Regions from separate parts of the Sus scrofa genome. Here regions 1, 2 and 4 are each linked to region 3. A link is a contact called in public HiChIP or PLAC-seq data. All regions are on one chromosome and are shown on one strand. The core of a region is the stretch at or near the end of the contact, and the rest is flanking DNA. Distances in the headings are between cores, read along the strand shown. Region 1 overlaps MACC1 (metastasis-associated in colon cancer protein 1). Region 2 overlaps LOC110255482 (a long non-coding RNA gene). Region 3 has its middle 230 kb from the start of MACC1. Region 4 overlaps LOC110255482 (a long non-coding RNA gene).

Region 1 (3,897 bases), core at 486-2,985, 210 kb before region 3:
AAGGCCCATGAAGGCAAAGACCAGTCTGTTTTATTGAACACTGACAGTGACTAATAATGTCTGGCACATAGTAGGTGCCTAATAAATTTTTTTTAATTAATGAAGAGTAGTCTATAAATTTGTCAACTGATAAGTACACAGAGTCCACAATGGTGAGCATATATGCTAATAAAACATGCCTGTGAGTTTAGGAATAATTTGAGTAAATCATAGATGCTCTGTCCATATGAATTTTGAAATGAGAGGTCTGCAGAGTTCATAACTAGGTATTCACTATGAATCATACTACATTTATTTCAATCTCCAAACATGACTTTGTCAGAATCTGAGTAGGGAGTTGGAGATACTTGGCTTGATTCAATCAGGTGTTTCTTAGGAAGAGAATAGAGGGAGTGAGAATAGGATGTGGAATAGGGAATTATTAATTCTGATAGCTTATTTATCCTCAAACATAATCAGAAGATTATACCTGTTATTTATGTTTTCTTTGGAATTCAGAGAGTTTAGCATATTTGTTACATTCAGCGGTGGGTCAATAAGCAAGAGAATAATTACATTTACCTTAGAAAGTTGGAAATGAGAATCGTATCTCTTTTACTGTGGCATCCAATTAATGATAATTCTAATACAGTTTACGACAAAAGATAAACCAGTTTCTTACAACATCAGTAACTGGTACATTTTTCTTGATGCCAGAAACCATGACTTAAGCTTTTTTTTTTTTTTTTTTTTTTTTTCTTCCCCTTTTAGGACCTCACTTGTGGTATATGGAAGTTCCAGGCTAGGGAGTGAATCGGAGCTCCAGCTGCCAGCCTATGCCACAGCCGTGAGAATGCTGGATCCGAGCTGCATCTGCGACCCTAGCCTCAGCTTTTGTCAATGCTGGATCCTTAACCCACTGAGTGAGGCCAGGGATCAAACCCACATCTCACAGATACTATGTTTTGTTCTTAACCCATTAAGCCACAACAGGAATGCCATCATTTTTTTCTTATTTCTAAGATGGGCCTAAAAGTGAGGGCGACACATAACAAGGACACACTATTTCTCGAATGAATGGAAAATTTCAAACCACTCAGAGAACCTAGTTTAAATTGCTTTTGACCACCAAATAAACTGAGAAGTGAATATAATTATATACGCTGCTGATTGAAGTATATGAAAATGAAAAAAAATGTTGTGAAATAAGTCTCTTTACCCTACACTTAGGGTGAAAACATTTGATGATGCAGGCAACAGTTTTATTATAAAAGGAATGCACAGTAGGTCGTATGAAAAATAAAACAAGAAAGAAACCTTTAGGTGGCGGCCAAGAGCTATGATTATGAATTCTTTTATGAGAATTTATAATCTTGTTTGAAAGTGGTCATGTTAAGCGGGTTATTAAACCACAAAAATTCAGTACAAAGCAAATTCAAGAAAAAAAATTAGGCCTGGAAAGAAATGGATTTGAATGAGTATATCATCGAACAATCAATCAAATCTTAATTTTGATTAAATATGGGTATTTTGATTATGAATATTTTTTAAGAAACCAGATCTGGGAAGATAATCATATTGGTATTGAGTCATGAAATTAATTAGTCTTGACAGTTAAATAATTGTTTTAATCTTGAAAGAAATCATCTTCAAGCAAAATGGTAGCGTTTTAAGAAATCAGAGAATGTAATAAAGATGTCAAACTGTCCAGATGCTCATTGTGCAATTGGAAACTCCACTCAAAGTTGACACAGGTCTCCAAAAAAAAAGGAAAAAGGTCAATGAGCTCATTCATTCTTGCAACATCTGCCAGAAGCTATGGCTTCTTGAAACACTAATATGTTTTCTCTCTTTTTTTGTTGCTCTCTCAAATGAAGAGCCGACAGAATTCATCATATATCTCTTTCAGTCCTAGAAAAAAGGGGGAAAGATGAAATACTTTTAAATAAAGCATTATGATTTTGTGATGATATGCAGTAGTTTTTCCTCTCTGCTTTTTGTTTTCATCATTAGTCTACTTGAAGGAAAAATTGTTTTAAGCATCACTATTGCATACTGCTTTACAGTAATTTTCATTTAAAAGTTTTTCCATTAATGGTTAGTTCTGTTAGCATTTAGATTCATTACACTTTTGACAATGTTTTGGCAAGTAGACTAAATATAGATATGTGCTTCCATTTAATCCGGACTTCAGTGATGAAATATCTCTAGTTCAATTCTTGTCCACTTTAGTAACACACATTTAGCGTCAATTGTGTGCACACCCAGGACCATGGAGGAGAGAAAACAAATAAAAGACAAACTCAGTACATATGGAGTTGACAAGCTTTCTAGATGAAATAAGAGAATAGAAACAAAATACTATAGCAAAAACAACACGTTATCATTATCATTATTATTATTATTATTTGTCTTTTGTCTTTTTAGGCCTGCACCCTCAGCATATGGAGGTTCCCAGGCTAGGGGTCAAATCAGCTACAGCTGCCAGCCTCTACCACAGCCCACACCAACGCGGCATCTGAGCTGTGTCTGCGGCCTATACCACAGCCCATGACAACACTGGACCCTCAACCCACTGAGCAGGACCAGGGATCAAACCTGCATCCTCATGGATACTAGTCGGGTTCGTTAACCACTGAGCCACAACAGGAACTCCAACAATACATTATTTTTGAGTAATAAGAAGAGAAGGAAAAGTGTGAGTTGATATTAACTGAGAAAAGCTCTGCAAAGAAAATAAAAGTAAACTGGTAGCTCCCCAGTATATTGTTGGGAAAGTAAATGCTTTAATTTAAAAAAAAACTATTTCAATTGCTTAATGTTAATATTCCATTAACAGTAGTGCAGAACAGTTTCTTTCCTAAATATTTTTCACTATGTTTAGTCAGTGAAGCTGGTGACAACTCTTCTCAAACATTTAGTATGTTGCTGGATTACATGGCAAACTGCACAAAAAAAGATTACCCAGAAATTATTTCAGTTTTCTAGTCTAGGAGTAAATGCATGATGAAAACCCAAGTTGAACCTATGGGATTTAAGTGGTAGAATTATTTTCTCTGTCACCAGTATCTTCAAACTGATATTCCTGAAGCTAGGAATCAGAGAGTTGGCCCTCACCCTGACTCTGATAGTGGATATGGTGATAAAATCATGGTCAGGATACATCATTTCTCTAGAAGAATCTTCCTTCTGTGTAACATGAAAGAGAACTAGATGATCTCTAAATTTCCTCTTAACTCTAAAATGTTACACTTCAGGATTTTTAGAGAATAAAAACAAAATATTATTCAACATTATTGAAGTAGAAAATGTGTATGGCATAGTTTCAGGGAGAATTACAAAATGAATCCAACTGAATACAGGGCCCCATACATAGGTCAAGAGTGACCCCCTAGAATTGTGCAGTGTTCAGCTTACATGACTGTATATGTTGGCTGTAAAATTATATCAATAGTAAGGAAAAGAAGATTTAGAAAATTCCTCTGTATTAAAATTTTTATTATAATAGAATTTTAAAATAGAATAAATTTGATTTAGTTTCTAAATCATGGTCCTTTTTTAGAACTGTTAAATGTAAAAGCAGTAAACTGAAGAAAACAGAAAGGGTAGTCATCTTAACTACGATGAATGAAAATGATTGTCCAAGGTTTGAATGTTACGAAGCCAGTAGATAAACTAGGGAATGAATATTTTCTCATGGATTTAAAAGACTGAAAATTCTATCAGTGGATGAATGTGACTTTTAGGTACCTTATAAATATAATCTATATTAAAATTTAATTTCAAGTAATCTGCCATTATGCTAATGTATTTATATGTGGGTGTGTGTCTGTGTGTGTATATATATACAACTTATATAGCTAATGATTTATATAGTCATGAATAATTCAGATATTGGGATATAAATCTCATTAGTTC
Region 2 (3,867 bases), core at 1,194-3,693, 160 kb after region 3:
GTTGAAAGCACATTTATGCAAATAATTTTAGAATATATGCAGAGGCAATTATTAACAAATATCAGTCCCTAATAAACTTAAAAGCTTTTTCATAGTAAACAAAACCATTAACAAAACAAAAAGACAACCTAATAAATGGGAGAAAATACTTGTAAATGATATGACTGATAAGGGGTAAGTATCTAACATATACAAATAGCTCATACAGCTCAATATCAAAAAATAAACAACCCGATTAAGAAACAAGCAGAACTTAATAGACATTTTTCCAAAGAAGAAATGCAGATGGCCAAAAGGCACATGTAAATATGGTCAACACTGATTCATCACAGAAATGCAAATTAAAACCTCAGTGAGATATAATCTCACATCTGTCAGAATGGCTATCATCAAAAAGAACACAAATAACAAATGTTGGCAAGGTTATGGAGAAAAGGGAACTTCATACACTGTCAGAGGGAGTGTAAATTAGTGCAGCCACTGTGTAAAACAATATGGAGGTTTCTCCAAAAACTAAAAATGGAAGAACCATATGATTTAGCAGTTCTAATTCTGGACATATTTCCAAAACAAAAATAAAAACACTGATTCAAAAAGATACATGTACACTATGTTCATAACAGCATTATTATGTCCAAGATATGGAAGAAACATAAGTATCCATCAATATATTAAGTGTCCATCAATATATGAATGGATAAGGAAGATGTTATAGATATATAGATAGATAGATACGGGTATATAGATACATAGATATGTGAAGGAATACTACTCAGACATAAAAAAGAATGAAAATTTTCCATTTGCAGCAATATGGATGGACTTGGAAGGTATTATGCTAAGTGAAATCAGTCATACAGAAAAAGACAAATGGTGAGTGATACCATTTATATGTGGAATCTGAAAAGTAAAACAAATTAGGGAATATAGCAAAGAAGAAAGAACAAACTAGTGGTTACCAGTGGGGAGAGAGGAGGAGAACAGCATTGTAGGGCTGGGGGATTAAGAGTTAAAAACTATACTGTATAAAATAAGCTACAAAGATATATTGTACAACACAGGGAGTATAGCCAATATTTCATAACTATAAATGAGAGTAACCTTGTAAAATTGCAAATCACTATTTGTACATCAACTATACATCAATTTTAAAAAAAAGAACATTAAAAAAAATAAAGAATAGAAGTAGTCATCCTTAGTCTTCCTTAGAAATAGGCACCTCCATTTAAAAGAGGAATCTGGCCATTCAGAACAGAGACTATTTTTCTCAACCATATGACCATGTAATTAAGTTCTGGCCAAAAGAGGAGTTCCCCGTCATGGCGCAGCAGAAACTAATCCAACTAGGAACCATAAGGTTGCGGGTTCAATCCCTGGCCTCCTTAAGTGAATTACAGATCCAGCGTTGCTGTGAACTGTGGTGTAGTTTGCAGATGTGGCTTGGATCTGGCGTTACTGTGGCTATGGCGTAGGCCGGCTGCCATAGCTCTGATTAGACCCCTAGCCTAGGAACCTCCATATGCTGCAACTGTGGCCCTAAAAACAAGCGCACGTGCACACACACACACACACACACACACACACACAGACATACATAGACATGCGCGCGTGCACACACACACACACACACACACACACCCCCTATGTTCTGGCCAAAAGAAATCAAGCAAAAATTTCTCATGAAAATTCTAGGAAGTTTCCTTAAAAGGAGAGGGCTTACCCTTCTCTGTTTCTTCTTTTTCCTCCTGGCTCAAATGTGGATGTGATGACTTGAGCTCAAACAGGTTTTATCAGTCATAGAGTAACACATGTGAACTGTGTGAGAAGCCAGGTAGAAGGAGTAACCATTTGCAGAACTGCCATACTACTCCCTGTGTGCATTTCAGGAATTTTCTTACAGTAGTTGCAGCTAAATACCACCCTTATCATGGATAACTTTGTGTTTATCTAGCTTAAGTGTAGTTTTAATTTTAAAAAATCAATTTTCAGGCTAATCTGTACAGCTTTTCATCAAGATTTCAGTATACAGCTTTGTTATAGAAGTAACATCTATGGCGAATTATTTCTCTCTTCCTGATGTGAAAAAGTGCCCTGTGACTTGTTGCTTCAGTAGTTTTCACTCTTGTGTTTGGGACAAAAACTCTTCTCTTACAAATTATTTGCAGCAAAATTGAAATTATAAAATCAACTGTGGAGTCCCATTCAAATTTAAGCTCTGGGAAGCTAATCAAAAATAAGAAAGCAATAGGAATAAGCTTAAAACAAAAAAGAAAGAAAAGAAAATCCTTGAGTATTCCCCCGCCCCCAGGATGATCAAACTTACTCCTTTAACACTGAGTTTTTTCCTTTTAAGTATTTACGTTTGAAGTTCCAACCATAGTGCAGTAGGTTAAGAATCTGACTGCAGCCGCTCTAGTCACTGAGGAGGTGCAAGTTCAATCCCACTCCAGTGCAGTGTGTTAAAGCATCCAGCATTGCTGCAGCTGTGGCTCAGGTCACAGCTGTGGCTGGGATTTAATCACTGACCTGGGAATTTCAGTATGCCATGGCTACAATGATAAAAAGAAAAAAAAATTTACCTTGGATTTACAAAACCTTATATACTTATTTACCATTAGCATAGCTTTCTATATTCTCAAACACATTAGACAAGGGAATTTATTAACACTCTTGCTATGCTTGTGTAGGGAATTATTAACTCTCTTGATTTGCCTATGAAGTAGGCAAATATTCTCCTATTTCAAAAAGCCTGGAGAAGTCAGACACCTTCCTTAGTGGAACTGGAGTGGCTGCTAGTAGGGTCAGGGCTGTGGCTGGCTTGTGTTGGTCATCTATTATTATGTAACTACTAATCCAAAGCTTAGAACTTAAAACAGCAATATTTTTATTGTTTCTCATGACTATGGGTCAGGAATCAGACAGGACACTGCAGGCATGGTAAGTCTTTGCTCCACACAATGTCTGCTGAGGCACTAACACCCCAAATGGCTTCTTAGCTCGTATATCTGGTGTCTCCCTAGGATGGTTCAAATACTTTAGGGCTGACTGGGACATTTCAACTGGAGTATTATGTCTAGGGCCTCAGTTCTCGATGTCAGCTGAGCCAACTTCCATGTAATCTTGTCACAGTAGGTAGAATTCTTACATGATGGCTCAGCAGCCACAAACCACAAAAGCAGAAGCTACCGGGTCTCTTCAAGGCTTAAGCCAGAAACTGGCAATAATCACTTCTACCATAGTCTTCTAGTTTTAGCAAGCCACAGCCCCAAACCAAATGCAAGGGACGGAGGCTATACAAGTGCATGGATTTAAGATGTGTTTCATTAGGGGCCACTGCTAGTGTTGCCAGATAAAATATAAATATAATTTAGTTAACTTTGAATTTCAGACAAATAACAGGAATTGTTTTGGTATAAATATGTTCCATGCAGTATGTAGAACACACCTATTCTGAAACATTATTCCTATTAATCTAAATTCAGGTATAACTGAATATCCTGAATTTTTATTAACTAAATCTCCCAATCCTAGATTCTACTAATGTAACAGACTATCAGTGAATATAAACTGATATCTCTCTAGGAGCACATTCATAATGTATAGCTTAATGAGACCTTTAGCCAGCCCCACCTGTATCTCCCAGTTCATTCAGTGTGTATACAGGTACTTTATGAGTTCAATAAAAGTGATCATAGTAGTCAGAGGAATTACTCAATGAAATGGGGTTTAGCTACTGGGAAGAAAGCTGATGCTCTCAAAAAAACATAAAGAAACTGGAAAGATAGTTTAATATATGTTTCATACCTGGATTCTTCTTTTTTGCTTATGCCCACTAATTATTTTTCTGGCAGCTTTAGCACAGGAAAC
Region 3 (4,110 bases), core at 601-3,100:
GTAAATATAAACTTGCTTTATAATTTAAAAAATACCTCATACACTATTTAATGTGGACAGGGCAGCTATTATTAATTCTAAAGGTGAATTAATAAGTGAATATTAAATAAGCAACTTGCCTCAAATCACACAGATGTTAGATGGCAGCTAAGAAATTAGAACTAAAGAATGGCAAAGCTCTGACTAGTGCATGGGAAAACCTTCCTGCTCTTTCTTATTCCCTTGGCTATTAGTTTTCTTTGTGATTGATTATTATTATTATTTTTTAATTCTTCATTTTCTTTTTTCTTTTTTTTTTTTTTTTTTTTTTTTTTTTGTCTTTTCTAGGGCTGTTCCCACGGCATATGGAGGTTCCCAGGCTAGGGGTCTAATCAGAGCTGTAGCTACCGGCCTACGCCAGAGCCACAGCAACGGGGGATCCGAGCCACGTCTGCGACCTACACCACAGCACACAGCAACACCAGATCCTTAACCCACTGAGCAAGGCCAGTGATTGAACCTGCAACCTCATGTTTCCTAGTCAGATTCGTTAACCACTGTGCCACAAGAGGAACTCCTGTGATTGATTATTAAAGGAACCATCTGATTAGATAAAACAAGTGCATCTTACTGCTCCAGTTAATGTTGAATGAATCACCATACTCAGTCAATCATCAATTCAGGTTATTCCTAATTTCCTCCAAACCATCTCTTGAATCAAACTGCTTTATTTACAGGACCCAATCATAATTTATGCCATCACCTCTCTGCTTAGACATCAGCAGTAGTTACCTAACCCACCCCCTTATTTCCACCCTCTCCTCTCCTCTAATGTTCCCATCATTCTCTGTGCACCCCCATTAAAACTGCTGCAATGATTCTCTTTGTTTTTGAGATAAAGATCCCCTATCTCTTTTGCCCTGCCCAGGATTTGGCCCCTTCAGATCTCTCTGGAATCATTTACCCCTGTTTTCTCTTTTGTTCCAAATAGTCCAGTCTCACTGACCTCTTTTCAGTTACTCAAAACAAGCCTGCTCCTTCCCAACCCACATGCTATTACCTCCGCCTGGTGAATCCGCTCTCTCCCTCTGTCACCTAGTTAACCCTCTCTCTCCCTTCAATTCTCAGTTCGAACACCATTTTTCATATAAACCTCTGACTTTCCTGTCATATCATTTCCTCCTTTAGGCCTTAATGCCTTTCCCTTGGGGCGTTCATCACTGTGGTAGCTTTTATTTGATTAGCTGTTTGATCAGATGCTGAAAGGGAAAAGTTAACAGTGGGTTTGTAACACATCCTTTCTACTTTGGAAATGCTGGAGATAGTTTTTCTTTTTAACTCCAAGCATGCCTTCTTGAAAGTATTAACTGATGAAATTTACTAGCCCCTGATTACTGATTTAGGAATGCTTTTAACGAAGTATACCTGATCTTTTTTGCCTACTTGTAAATGTATCTGTAATTTATGGATTTATGAACTGCAGCTGTGCTGATGAATGAAAGTTAATCACATGGCTAGAAGTGGACTTCGAGATGATGAGATGTATAAACTGTGACTACAAACACTAAGAAGCTTCCCTTTGCTAATTAGAGCCATGCGAAATAAACACCCTTCACTCCAGAACCAAAACATAGTGCAGAAAACAAGGCTGCATCTGATGGGTTTAGGTCTGCCAGATATTGCTGTAGCACATTTGGCTGATGTTTCTCTCTAGTAATTTGTAAAGCTTGAGGCTGGGTAAAATTTATATTTCATGTGACTCGTACTGACAGCTCTGGCTTTTGTTATTACGTAAGTGAAACATCTATACTTCTTCCTCATTGTCTCATGAGCTTCATGAAAGCAGGAAAATAACTTTTATCTGTCAGCTAGTTCCTATTTTCTGACCTAATTTTTAGCACATAGTGTGATCATATTTGTGTGGGAGAGATTACTAGAGTACATCATGTCCGATTCTTCCTGCATCCATTGAAAAAAACATCCAACTTCCCACACAATTGGTGGTTAATTTCCTCTTGGTGGACTTTGAGAGAAAATAACAAACATAACTTCAAGATAGAGGCAGGCAGATCAGATGTAAATTGCCCACACCATTTTTCCCTCACTAGCAAATGCTGAAAACTTATGTTGGTATGGTTATCTGGAAAGATGGTGGAGCCTCTGTCATTTCTGGATCCCGGATTAGTATGTAGAGAATAAGCAACCTCCCAGCCATGTTGGCTATATACTAGGTGCCAGAAATGCCAATTGATTTTGTGAAGCGCCTGAGATTTTACGGTTAGCCTGTTACGTATATGTAATGTAGCTTATGCTGTCTGATGCATGAGTGAGCAGTCAGCAGGCAAAACCGGGTCTGAAAGCACTCTGCAGCACACTGCTTTCTTCTCTTCCCTTGAGTCTTCCATTCTCTCCCTTCCTTCCCAAAATACAAATTAGTGAGTGAGGAACAAGGGAGAGAGTCCACAGTTTCAAATGTACTGAAGAAATAAAACACTCACCTTAAACTGAGCTTCCAGGTTAACAATTTAGTGGCAATACCTCACTTCTCTGTACCTTGTCAGTGAAGTATTAGAAGGTGATCTGGACCAATTGGCCTTGAGGAAAATTTAAATCAGAGTAGGAGATTTTCATTTGTAACTAAAAGGTATCTCCTATGTTCTTGATCTCTGTCCTCACATGGAATTCAACTGTATACTTTATTGTGGGTCTCCAAAATTTCAGTATGCAAAAGAGTCATCATAATAGTTTGGTAAAAATGTCCATTTTAAGCTTTCTATCCAAGAATCTATCAGATTTATGTGTCTGAGAGATTTTCATTTTAAATACCTCACCTTGGTTTTTTTTTATTTATGCAGCTCTCAAACCTCACTTTGGTAAAACACTGCTATAAACAGTAGTTGTAAAAGATCAAATAATATAGGTCCTTTTTTCATTTATGCAGTCGTTCTCAACCATGGCTTCATATGAGAACCATATGGGGAGCTTTGAAAATAGTATCAATTCACAGGGCATACCACAGACTAATTATATCTCATGATGAATATAAATGAATTTATTTTCTGCAAGCTATGGCAAATTATTGTTTAGAAGGTCTCCTACTTATTGTGGCATTACTGGAAATTGGTAAACAGGCCACATGTCAATCAATAGCCCCCTGAGAACCACAGTGCAGAGTATCCTGGGATGAGGCCAAACAAATACCAATTTCTTAAAAGCTTAGAACCTGAAGAACAGGACCTCTTGGTAATACACTGACTTCATGGATCTTGGTGCCTTTACTTTTTTTTTTTTTTTTTTGTCTTTTTTTTCCATTTCTTGGGCCACTCCCGAGGCATATGGAGGTTCCCAGGCTAGGGGTCGAATCGGAGCCGTAGCCGCTGGCCTATGCCAGAGCTACAGCAACACAGGATCCGAGCCACGTCTGCGACCCACACCACAGCTCATGGCAACACCGAATCCTTAACCCGCTGAGCAAGGCCGGGAATCGAACCCGCAACCTCATGGTTCCTAGTCGGATTCGTGAACCACTGAGCCACGACAGGATCTCCAGGTTCCTTTACTTTTAATTCCAACCCATTTGCCCCTCCCATGCCAAGCCTCTGTAGCAACAAGCAGACAGGTGGAGATTGAAAAGTGTGAGCCTTGTTCTCTCAGAGCCATAACTGATGGAGCTCCACATTGGGAAAAAGGTAGAAATCAGAGGTAGAGAACTTACTTTAACCTTTACTAAGCTTAATGTGATCTTGTTTTGGTGACAGGGTATGTGTAAGAACGAGGATAGAGGCCAAGATGAGCCCACCTGAGTGTGCTTGGTTTCTTTGGCTTTTCATGGGTGAAAAAGTAGTTGGAGTGGTGGGCTGACTTTTCCATCCCTGAAGATTAGAGGCCTGGGAACACCAGGGAAAAGAAAGACTACATGCAACGCAGCCAGCCCACATGGACGGAGAGTAAAATCCCTCCTGTGGGACTACTGCCATTTAGTGTTTCCCAGCAGCTGGATTTTAGCTGCAAGGAGCAGAACCCAGAAAATTATAGCTCGCCTATGCGGGCCCATCATAGAGAAAAGAGCAGATTGATACTCAAATCAGGCTTTTGATATAGCACACCTGATGGACACTTAATATGGAAATG
Region 4 (3,806 bases), core at 845-3,344, 130 kb after region 3:
ACCGTTTGACCTTGGCATTCTCTTAGACTCAATTCTGAACTTGCCTACTGATGTCCCTGTGCCACATTGAACACCTTTGCCTCAGTATCTAACCAGTCCTTATACTGCAGGACCTATCCTTAGGATAGGCTTTCCTGATTTGTGCCTCTGACAGATTTGCCTGAGATAGGAAATACGGATTGCACAAGCCTCTGGGAGGAAAACGATCCAATTTCTGTTGACCTCAGTTCTAGTTTCAGCTTCTTTTTTTTTTTTTTTTTTTTTTTTTTTGTCTTTTTTGTTGTTGTTGTTGTTGCTATTTCTTGGGCCGCTCCCGCGGCATATGGAGGTTCCCAGGCTAGGGGTTGAATCGGAGCTGTAGCCACCGGCCTACGCCAGAGCCACAGCAACACGTGATCCGAGCCGCGTCTGCAACCTACACCACAGGTCGCGGCAACGCCGGATCGTTAACCACTGAGCAAGGGCAGGGACCGAACCCACAACCTCATGGTTCCTAGTCGGATTCGTTAACCACTGCGCCACGACGGGAACTCCGTAGTTTCAGCTTCTTAAATCACTTTATATTAGTTAAATAAATTCTAAGGACTCAGTTTACTTATCTTCAAAATGAAGTATTGATTTCTAGTCTAACTACCTCCAAAGTCTGCTGAGTCTAAATAAGATAACAAATATTAAAGTGCTTTGGAAAGATAGAAAACATTTTTCTGCAAATATAACTGAGTGCAATGGTAGCAATGTTCCTTATTCCATGAGGCTTATAGCAAGTCAAAGATAGATGAAGGCTGGTAGCTCTCAAACATATTCTCTATCAGGTAAAGTGAACCTGAGCTTGCTCCCATCTTTTCTCACAATGTGACAATGTGCCAGAATTTTATAGAATGGGAATTGTGATGCTTTCTTTTATTGCCTTGGCAGCACCAAACTAATCTGGCAACATTTAACTTATCAACCCAAGTACCAAGGTGAAATGGGGTTAGTGGGATACCTCAGGGAAAAAATATTTTGGTTGTCAACATAGCTCTCGCAAAGAAGTATGAGCTCCATACATGGTGATGGATTTTACATGACTGCAAACCCTCTCTCCTGACTTCTCCATTCCTTCAGCCCCTAAACAAGGAGGAACACTCCTATTTCCCCTCCTGGTCATGGGGTATAAAGTGGGGGATGTAGTAGAGACATCATCGGGCATATTCCAAGATGTGGTTCCAAGGTAACTACCTAAACAGACATAATAGATTTGCCTCTTGAGGGAATTCTACATCCTCACCTTTAAAGCAGCTCCACTAGACCCTTGTACACAATGTGTGTTTGGCGATGTGTGTATTTATATATGTGCCCACTCAGAATCAGGATTCCTTTCGGCATTTGGGGAATGCAGAATCCAGAATATCAAGTATTCCTAGAATATATTTGTGATTTTATTTTTAAAAAAATGGAAGAGGAGAAGGTGACTTCTATTTAAAGGTCTCTTTCCCCATGAATGATGTTGAGAAGTGCTTCCTAGAACCACTGCACATCAGAAGTAGAACTAGACATCTCCAGGCAAGAAACTGAAGAGACATGACTAGCAAAGCAAGACAAGTAAACTCCTCAAGCCCTATGTGAGCTTGCCAAAAGGCTAAGCCTTTATTTCAGGGTTGTTACCCCACCTTCTTTTACCCAACTTGGTAATGAAGAAACTATCTGCATAGTACTCAGACGAGTCATCCTTAGGAATGTGAACATTGAAGATAGCCAAGCAAGGGGAAATAGGTCAAAAGATATTGCACATAGTTAAAAATAGCCACCACAGAAAATGCCTTTGTATTTGGCATCACTCCTTCTCACATTCACTTTAATTGACCATTTGGCTCATTGTGCAAAGCAGAGAGCTTTTCACACCTCTGGGACATGGGGTTTATGGTCCGCTGCTGGCTGCCCCAAACCATGCGAACTGAAGAGCAAGGCAATTATTTCTACAATTGACACAAAATTTTTTTCTTTCATGTCAATAGCCTGTTTCCAATGAGAAAAAAATCACCCCCTCTCTGCTGATCAGTGTCTGTGGAAGAGCTATTCTCTGTTGAAGGCTCTCCTCCCTCCACTCCTTCTTGCGTGGTGTCAGATTATGTCACATGTCTAACCTTCCATTACACTCTCTGGCTGAGCCAACACAGCTGGATTCTCAGTCAACTATGAAGTTTAAATTGGTAACTCCAAATCTGTTCTATGAATTCCAGCAATAGCTGATTTGGCCAGAATTTCAAAATTATCTTCATGCTTGGGAGATTTTAAAAAGAAAGACAATTAACCAGTCTCAATGATTTACCTAAGAGAATGTACAAACCATCACATTCAACTCTTTTTTTTTTCTCCTGAAGAACGTTCCCATATATCTTTTTGTCCATTTGCATATTCCACAATTTATTGTAAGTACAGAGCCACAAACTTTGCCAATGGCTTAGGAAACTGTGTAACTATGTATTTATGACTAGACAAGTGCATAATGTGAACATACTGTTTTTTTAAAAATAATCTTTTTGGAGTTTTGAATTCAAGAAATAAGGAATTTTATTTTGCTTGTAGCAGAGCCATAAATCAGCATATGCTTAAGTAATCTGCAGGAAACAGCACTGTTTGGGGAAAATGATCTATCTATGATAACTAGTGAACAGACCTTATTAGGAACTAGGAGTTTGGGGGCTTTATATAAAGCATGTCAGAGAACATTCTGGCATTTGTCCAAAAGGATATACTGTTCTAAGGATAACTATGGGGTGTCAGTTGTTTTAAATTACTAAGCTCTCCCTCTGGACCCCTTCTCTGGAGATAACATTAGGCTATGGCCTCCGATCTTTGAAAACACATTTCATAGTATCTCTGTTCCTGGGTTGCTTTAGACCCCTGCATGGTTACCTGAGTACTAGTGAATCCCATGGAATTAGACAGTGTTACCCAGTCATAAGCAATTACTTAAATATCTTAAAGCAACAACTCCAAATGATGGAGATTTGAGGATTATCTGAGGAGAACTCTTGTAAAACTGATAATGGAATAGCACAATACAAGAAAGAAGCCATATGCTGGACTGTTAATTTTCTTGTTTGGAAAAGGGAATACCTTGAGGGTTTCATTAAAATTAGAACTTATATTTTTAAGGGATGAAAACAGTGTATAAATATAAATAATACTCTATTCCTCATGGTCAAAACAGATACCTTGTTTACAAGGCATTTCAGGATGAGTACACCACTAGGGATCCTAGAAAGTGTTGACTTTCCTTGTTATGTCCTCTTTCTTAGTCATTTTGCACATTTGCTGGTAATATCTGCTTAAATTTACCTGCTTATTTGTGAGTACCCTAAAAACAATTTTAACCTATTTTCCATCATAGTGACCTATTTTTCCAGGATTTAATAAAATTACATTTTATTTATACAGTAAGAAAAAAATGAAATAAGTAAGAAGACGTTAAGGAAATCATAAGGCGACCCAGAGAGTTAAAAAAAAATGATGAACTTTCAAATAGAATGTGATGAGCCTAATTTTTCAAAGAGATTGCAAATTTTTCATAGATTTTGCATCTTTTTATGAATTTGAAGTCATAAACTAATTGTATGAAAGCACTCTTCTTAGGATAATCCACCAGCTATTAGTGTCTTGGGAGGGAATGCTTCATCAGGGATGCTGTTTTAAGATTGACTGTATCATATTGGCTTAGAATATATAACTAATAAGGCTAAGGATTTGACTTGGTTGAACACTGCTTAGTCTGAAGGATTGAGAGTGAGGAGACTGAACTGAACTATATGAGAAAAATGAGATAT

The links. HiChIP or PLAC-seq counts read pairs in DNA pulled down with a chosen protein or histone mark.
Region 1: a contact with region 3 is called in an H3K27ac HiChIP or PLAC-seq map of alveolar macrophages. The contact joins two enhancer-like sites. A contact is called at or near these places in 1 of 47 Hi-C or Micro-C datasets (embryonic fibroblasts) and 1 of 2 datasets of contacts at active chromatin or transcription factors (alveolar macrophages).
Region 2: an H3K27ac HiChIP or PLAC-seq map of alveolar macrophages shows a contact between it and region 3. The contact joins two enhancer-like sites. A contact is called at or near these places in 2 of 47 Hi-C or Micro-C datasets (epiblast stem cells and mesenteric adipose tissue) and 1 of 2 datasets of contacts at active chromatin or transcription factors (alveolar macrophages).
Region 4: an H3K27ac HiChIP or PLAC-seq map of alveolar macrophages shows a contact between it and region 3. The contact joins two enhancer-like sites. A contact is called at or near these places in 7 of 47 Hi-C or Micro-C datasets (embryonic fibroblasts, fibroblasts, heart right ventricle and 3 more) and 2 of 2 datasets of contacts at active chromatin or transcription factors (alveolar macrophages and skeletal muscle).

The regions. Positions count from the first base shown.
Region 1 is chr9:89,316,554-89,320,450 of Sscrofa11.1, reverse strand. The region is part of intron 1 of MACC1 (metastasis-associated in colon cancer protein 1); the gene reads left to right. Among named protein-coding and RNA genes, the nearest start is that of MACC1, 24 kb to the left of the region's middle. Within about 2 kb of position 1,735, at least 1 of the 83 cell types and tissues checked has an H3K27ac peak or open chromatin away from gene starts, as enhancers often do. A contact at or near this core is called in alveolar macrophages, where this site is marked.
Region 2 is chr9:88,945,392-88,949,258 of Sscrofa11.1, reverse strand. The region is part of intron 2 of LOC110255482 (a long non-coding RNA gene); the gene reads left to right. Among named protein-coding and RNA genes, the nearest start is that of TMEM196, 89 kb to the right of the region's middle. Within about 2 kb of position 2,443, at least 9 of the 83 cell types and tissues checked have an H3K27ac peak or open chromatin away from gene starts, as enhancers often do. A contact at or near this core is called in alveolar macrophages, where this site is marked.
Region 3 is chr9:89,106,806-89,110,915 of Sscrofa11.1, reverse strand. No RefSeq gene overlaps it. Among named protein-coding and RNA genes, the nearest start is that of MACC1, 230 kb to the left of the region's middle. Within about 2 kb of position 1,850, at least 3 of the 83 cell types and tissues checked have an H3K27ac peak or open chromatin away from gene starts, as enhancers often do. A contact at or near this core is called in alveolar macrophages and retroperitoneal adipose tissue, where this site is marked.
Region 4 is chr9:88,973,294-88,977,099 of Sscrofa11.1, reverse strand. All of the region lies in intron 2 of LOC110255482 (a long non-coding RNA gene), which reads left to right. Among named protein-coding and RNA genes, the nearest start is that of TMEM196, 120 kb to the right of the region's middle. Within about 2 kb of position 2,094, at least 22 of the 83 cell types and tissues checked have an H3K27ac peak or open chromatin away from gene starts, as enhancers often do. A contact at or near this core is called in alveolar macrophages and retroperitoneal adipose tissue, where this site is marked.